Regions from separate parts of the Hordeum vulgare genome. Here region 1 is linked to region 2. The links are chromatin contacts, called in public Hi-C maps. All regions are on one chromosome and are shown on one strand. The core of a region is the stretch at or near the end of the contact, and the rest is flanking DNA. Distances in the headings are between cores, read along the strand shown. Region 1 holds the start of LOC123426814 (serine/threonine protein phosphatase 2A 57 kDa regulatory subunit B' kappa isoform-like). Region 2 holds the start of LOC123426806 (auxin-responsive protein IAA15-like).

What was found. Hi-C and Micro-C count contacts between places; a contact is called where the count stands out from the background.
Region 1: a Hi-C map of seedling shows a contact between it and region 2, with 4 times the contacts expected there. The contact joins the promoter of LOC123426814 here to the promoter of LOC123426806 in region 2. A contact is called at or near these places in 3 of 6 Hi-C or Micro-C datasets (leaf and seedling) and 1 of 1 datasets of contacts at active chromatin or transcription factors (embryo).

What each region holds. Positions count from the first base shown.
Region 1 is chr1H:121,227,076-121,230,530 of MorexV3_pseudomolecules_assembly, forward strand. LOC123426814 (serine/threonine protein phosphatase 2A 57 kDa regulatory subunit B' kappa isoform-like) reads left to right here and starts at 2,043. Exons shown (of 2, transcript XM_045110717.1): 1 at 2,043-3,455. The coding sequence starts at 2,414.
Region 2 is chr1H:120,798,373-120,801,726 of MorexV3_pseudomolecules_assembly, forward strand. It overlaps LOC123426806 (auxin-responsive protein IAA15-like), which reads left to right and starts at 1,596. Exons shown (of 5, transcript XM_045110705.1): 1 at 1,596-2,148; 2 at 2,237-2,454; 3 at 2,545-2,659. The coding sequence starts at 1,967.

The DNA of each region.
Region 1 (3,455 bases), core at 793-3,292, 430 kb after region 2:
AAATCATGAGATAGAGATATTAGACACCCTCGAGATTAGAGGTAGCAATTCCGCATCCTTGTAATCGACATCATCATCTTCATTAATGAAATACAAGTAGGACATAGGCTTTTACCTCCATCGGAGGGGCCGAACCTGGGTAACTCGCGTCTCTCGATTCCAACCAACCCCTCTCAAGCCGCCACATAGCTGCGATGGCTCCACACCTAAGTCCTTTCATGAGGACATTTGTCATGATAAAAATTCGGTGGAGAATATGGACGATCGGTCCATGAGACCTTGCTCGGTTCAATGACAAATGAACGGGATTGATAGATATTGGCAGGATTAAATCCTATCTAGGTCAAATCCCCCCAAATCCCCTTCAATCCACTCCAATCCACCTAGGGGTGGCTTAATAAAAAAAAGGCATGAGGGAGTCGGCTAGCGATGAGGGGCTACTAGCTTGGACAAAATAATTGTGGTTTGACCCTAGCTCTTCATGCGTCAAGTCACCATTTTACCTGATATCGGTCTCCTTAATCTGGTTGTGGCATGTGTTCTGGACATCTACGTCATGGATCTACACAGATTCCGCATGACACTCCTAGATATCTGGATGGGAAAGAATCCGATCGCATGTGTCCATATTATCAACCACTACGGATTCAAGCGGACGCGTGCGAAGCTTCACTTTCTTGTCGGTGTCATGGGACATGTCTAAGTCAAAATTTTTAAGGTTTTGATGGAGGTGGAGAAAGTTATGGCCGCTGCAATTAGAGGTCTTATAGCCTTGGTGGGAGGGTGCATTAGATGGTGTGAAGACTATGTGTCGGGTGTTTGGTGACTTGCAATGGTTGCCTCGTCAAGTGGGGGCGACGACATTGGAGGACTACATTTTTTATGCTCCTCCTCGAATACCGAGTCTTGATTACGAGGGGTGAAGACCTAAGGCCCTGCTTGTTTCATAAGTCCTAGGACTTTTTTAAGTCTCAACTTATAAGTCATAAGTCCCTACCTGTTTGTTTACAGGGACTTATAAGTCCCGAGTCCCTACCTGTTTGTTTACACGGACTTATAAGTCCATGTTGCACCTAATAATACACTTGTTCACATGGATCGTCATCAGCCAACGCGTACGACACACAGGATAAGCACCGCTGCAACGAGGCTCGGGAGAGGGCCTGTCCGGCGATTGGAGGCACCGCTGCAATGAACCGAGGCAGAACAAACCGAGGCGGGGCGGCGACGGGGCGGCGAACCGAGGCAGAACGAACCGAGGCGGGGCGACGACCGGAGCGATAGGTGGGGCGGCGACGGGGCGAGAGGCGGGGCGGCGGCGGCGATTGGACCGAGAGGCGGGGCGAAGTGCGGGGAACGAGCCTGGAGCGACGCGGGGTAGGTCCGGCCCGGGATAAGTCCCAATAAGCTCCTCGGTGAGAGTCTTTATTTGATAAGTCCCAAATCACCACAATAAGTCCCAATAAGTCCCTTGTGTTTGGTTTAGGTTGGACTTATAGGGACTTTTTTAAGTCCCTGGAAACAAACACCCTCTAAGTGTGACTTTTATTGGTTGCATCTCACAATGACCTTTTTGAAGGAATTGTTTTTTGGGTGAATTCAGACTTTCTTCACGATGAAAATCCAATATCTTTGATCAGACAACAACAATGCGTGTGCATTGCTTCTTTCTTAAAGACGTTGCTTTTCTAGAACCACTTTTGTAATTCGGATATTATCTTCAACGGTTGTTAGAGTGCTGCTGATGCTAGTGATTGATCACCTTAACCGTTTTTTTTTTGTTTTTTTTTTTGACTGTGTGTATTCTAGATGTTTTTAAATATTTTGTTGATACAAAAGGTAAATGTAATTGATATCTTTATTATATTAATATAGACTTTCCTTACTGGGAATTCTGCGAATCAAAGAAGGGCTCACATTTTCTTTTGAGACCACAGGAAACCTCGAAACCTTCCATCGGGCGATACGTGGGAATCCAATCTCAAACGAACGGCCGAGATGCATCCGGCCACCCCTTCCTTCTTCCGGTGGCCATCGTTCCCCGCAAACAGCTGTAAACTGCAGCTCTTCTCCCCCCGCTCGGTTCCCACTGCGATTCCACCCAAAACGCCAAAGGCTCTGCGCTTTCTGCCCCCCTCCGCCTCCGAGATCTCATCCATGGCGGAGGCCTCGGCGTCCCGCTCTCGGATCTAATCCCCCCTCACAGCCATTGCGGGATCTGTGGCCGGCGCCCCGACAGCTGCACGGGTCGCGGCGGCCAACCCGGTTCGTTGCGTTGCAAGATTTGCTTTGCCTCTGCGTGTCCTGGGTCGGTGGCGGGTAGTGGGTTTACTTCTCCCTGGTCCGTTCATGGTTCCTTGAAATGGGTGTCTGACGCGAGGGGGGTCGGCGCTACGGACTGTTTGCTGCGGCCATGTGGAAGCAGTTCCTTGGTAAGCTCTCGGGGAAGTCGCCGAAATCCGGCGGAGGCGGGGGCTGGGGATCTCCACCGCCCAAGTCCCCAACGTCGTATGACGTGAATGGGAGGCAGTGGGACTCTATGCGGGCGTCTCCTCCACTCGCGGCTATCGCCGGAGCGGAGGGAGAGACAAGGGAGGACGTGTTCCTCCGGAAGCTCAACGTCTGCTGCGTGTTGTTCGACTTCTCCAACGACCGGGGCCGAGACTCTCCGGAGAGGGAGCGAAAGCGGCAGGTGCTCATGTCTCTCGTCGACTGCCTCGGCACGGCGGAGGAGCCCCTCACGGAGGCGATGGTTTCGGCCTGTGTGCGTATGTTCGCCATCAACCTGTTCAGGGTCTTCCCGCCCAAGGTCCGGCCAGGCACGGGGGCAGCTGCCGAGGCTGACGAGGACGATCCATTCTTTGACCCCTCATGGTACCACTTACAGGTCGTGTACGAGCTGCTCCTCCGGTTCGTCACCTCTCCGGTAGTTGATGTGAAGGTGGCTCGCAAGTACTTGGACAATTCGTTCATCTCTAGGCTGCTTGATTTGTTAGATTCTGATGATCCTAGAGAAAGAGATTGCTTGAAGACAGTATTGCATAGGATATATGGAAAATTCATGGGTAATCGGCCCTTCATCCGCAAGGCTGTGAGCAATATCTTCTATAGGTTTGTATCCGATGCTGATCGTCACAATGGGATTGGCGAACTCTTGGAGGTGTTTGGGAGTGTGATTAGTGGGTTTGCGAAACCATTGAAGGAGGAGCATAAATTATTTCTGTGGAAGGCATTGATTCCTCTTCATAAACCGAAGACAGTGGGCATGTATCTGCCACAGTTGACATACTGCATTACACAGTTTATTGACAAGGAACCAAAGCTCTCAGGGACTGTGATCAGAGGCCTGTTGAAGTACTGGCCAGTGACGAACAGTCAGAAGGAGATGATGTTCTTGGGGGAGTTGGAGGAGGTGCTGGAATTGACAGAAATGCCTGAGTTCCAGAAGTGCATGG
Region 2 (3,354 bases), core at 346-2,845:
TGCGCGGCAGTGCAAGTCGTACGTACACAACTGTAGGCAACAAGTTGGTGGTGTAGGCCGCTTCCGTGCACAACGGAAAGCCTACCTAGCCCGGAGACCCGTCAGGCCTTGTCCAGCTAGCTGCGGCCGTTGAATCGAACGGAGTAAAAGTGATCATGCTAATGCGTTGTAGATGGCTGCTGTTTGATTGATTATTAAATAAGGAATTGCTAATGCTCAATTAAACACTCGATTGATTTCTGCTAAAAGTGATTATTGTGGAGCCAAAATAGAGTGATCTCGTGGGTTTCCTTCCGCCCCCAGCATTCTTGTTTCGTACTAGCACCACATACATAAAGCGAAAGTGGTATAGCTAGCCGAAGGTGCAGCTTGCGCTTTGTGTCAGGAGGAGGCCACTCGAGTGGTCTTGCTGTTGCATTGCTGTGTTGGCTTTGAGAGGAAGCAGACAAGCAATGCCAGGAACCTGAACCTGGCTGGACGAACACCACTCGCCCTGCACCGGCCGGCCATGCGGCGTCTAGCGGACAAGGTGACCAGCGCTACTCGTCCCCAGAGACACAGGAAGGGAAAGGGAAAAAAAGACGTTGCTTTTTCTTTTCCGGTGCACAGGATGGAGGCGCTTCGATACGATAGCCGCTCTCGGCCTTGTACTCCGATCACCGTCGTGCGGCATGTGATGCGTGCAAATATGTCGGGGTGCTGCATTTGAGCGCCTAAACGGCATTCCCTGTGGCTTTTACGTGCATGCACCTTATTGCCTATAATATGGCTTGATCTTGATGGTATCACATGCGTGTCACTTCATTCCAAACTTCGATTCTCCGTACAGCGGCTAGTTTAGTACGGGGTAGATAGCGTTTTTTTGTCTGACAAAAAGAGAGAGTAGATTTTTTTTTTTTGCGCGTGAAAAGAAAAGAGATAGTAGATTGTTGTCAAGTACTCCATTAGCTTCACTATCGCTAGTACCGCTAAATTGACAGAATTAGATAAATCTCACCACTGACGAGTATTGTTCCGCAAAAAAAGAAAAGTACTACAGACAAGTCCAAAGCACTGGGTCCCATAGGTAAAAGAGAAAAGCAAGAGATGAGTCGAGGTTGGTACTAGCAGCAGCAGGCAGCAAGAGCAGCTGGAGGCGGAGGGTGGAGGGCCGGCGTCGCTCTCGCGCAAAGCGTGCGGGCGAGGGCAGAGGAAGCCGATTCGATTCCGGCAGGCCCGAATGGAAAGCGAAAGCAAAGGCGAGATGCTGGAATTTAATTAGGTAAAACCGGGCGGGTGGGGGACACGTCGCCGACAGCCCGGCGACACCCACGTGCTCCCGGCTTTATCGCCTTGTCCCCCCCTCCCGTACGCTTTCGCCGCTGGTACACGCCTTTGCCGGGCCGGCTACGGCCGTCGGATCGGGATCGGGCGGCGCAGCGGGCCCGAGTGGACCTGCAGGGTGGCCAACCGGCAGCCCGGGCCCACGCATGGAAAAACGGGCGGCACGAACGTTAATGCTGCACCACCCCACCGCTGGATGGACAAGGACGATGATGACCCGATTTAATGCAGTATAAATAAATACTATCCCCTTTGGAATGGGGATTGCGTTGGGAAAAATCCAAGGAGGAGGTGCGAATTTACGTTAGGGCCCTCCGCGACCCGGCGGGATGGAGCAAAGCTGATCTGTGTTGGACCTGTGCGCAAATATCAGCGGGAAGCGGCATGGCGACGAGAAATTGCGGGTAAAACCCAAGCTCACGAGCGTAGCTCCGGGTGTCAGCGCGCCAGTGGCCGACACGTAATTAAACCCCCCCGTCGACGACCGGTAGACCGGTGACCGCACCCACCTATAACCTCCTCTCCTCCCCGCCCCACCCCGCAGAGCCGCCGCCTGTGACCGACCCACCGGAGAGCCACACGACAAACCGAGCCCACCGCACCACCAACTCTTCCTCCTCCTGCGCGGCTGCAGCTGCCGGCCATGTCGGTGGAGACGGAGCGGAGCTCCACGGAGTCCTCCGCCGCCTCGGGCCTCGACTTCGAGGACACCGCCCTCACCCTTCGCCTCCCCGGCTCCGACCCCGACCGCAAGCGCGCCTCCACCTCCGACCCCGACTGCCCCTCCCCGACCGCCGCCGCCTCCGACTCTCCCCCTTCCCCCAAGTACGCGCGCCTGCCTTGCCTTCTCTCGCTCCTTCCGTCTCAAATTTGGCGCCCAAGCTTTTTGAGCTGACATGGTCTCGCTGTGCAGGGCGCAGGTGGTGGGCTGGCCACCGGTTCGGTCCTTCCGGAAGAACGCCCTCGCGTCCGCGGCCTCGTCCAAGACCAAGTTCGTCAAGGTGGCCGTCGACGGCGCGCCCTACCTGCGCAAGGTCGACCTCAAGGCTTACGCGGGCTACACAAGCCCTGCCTCCTACGACCAGCTCCTCGCCACGCTCCAGGACAAGTTCATCTCCCACCTAACCGTCCGTGAGTACACCGCCGCGGCATGCCTTGCCTGTGTGTTGTTAGCTACGTGTTGCTCTCTCATGGGTTCTGACGATTTGACTGTGGATGCAGGCAAGCTTGGTAACGAGGAGATGAAGCTCGTGGACGCGCTGAGCGGCACGGAATATGTGCCAACGTACGAGGACAAGGACGGCGACTGGATGCTCGTCGGAGACGTCCCCTGGAGGTGAATTTCCTGGGCCTTTTCTGCTATTTTACAGTTAAAATCCGCATGCAGCTGCAGCTCCTGTTGCTCGTCAGCTATGTCCTGTTGTTTAAGTTCATATATACACTGCTTAATTAGGGTCGTGGTTTGGATCGCTAACTGATCAGGTGCTATAGCATCTCAGGTTCAGAAATCTGGATGGTTTGGTGATCTTACGCTCTTAGTTTCAGTTTATCTTTGCCTGAGAAACGATTATTTTGGTTTACTGAGTTGTTGATCTGGTAGTAATATGTAAAGGAACTCGGATCCTGTGGCACAACATAGAAAATTTATTACACTGTACCAAGGGATCACGAAATTGCTCCTGGTTTTCACTACTATGTGATGTTCCTGTTGGGTTATCAATTGCCTATTGTCTGTTCAACTTGGGACCCATGCCAAATGTTCTTAGTTTGCCTCTATTTGTATGAGCCGTCGATCTTGCTAGTTAAGCAGTAAATCTCAGAAAAACTTAAAGAAATGCTATAAAGTTATTGGCGGCGAATTATGCTCATAAATTAATTTCACATCCCTGAATTCATCTGCTTCGCTTTTCGGACATGAATAGGGTTGAAACTAGTGAACGAACACCGGTATATGTTTCTGACAACAGCCATTGTCCTTACTTTCGAACTCAGAGAAGACGGAAGTGCTGATTGTAAAAACGGATCTTCTTC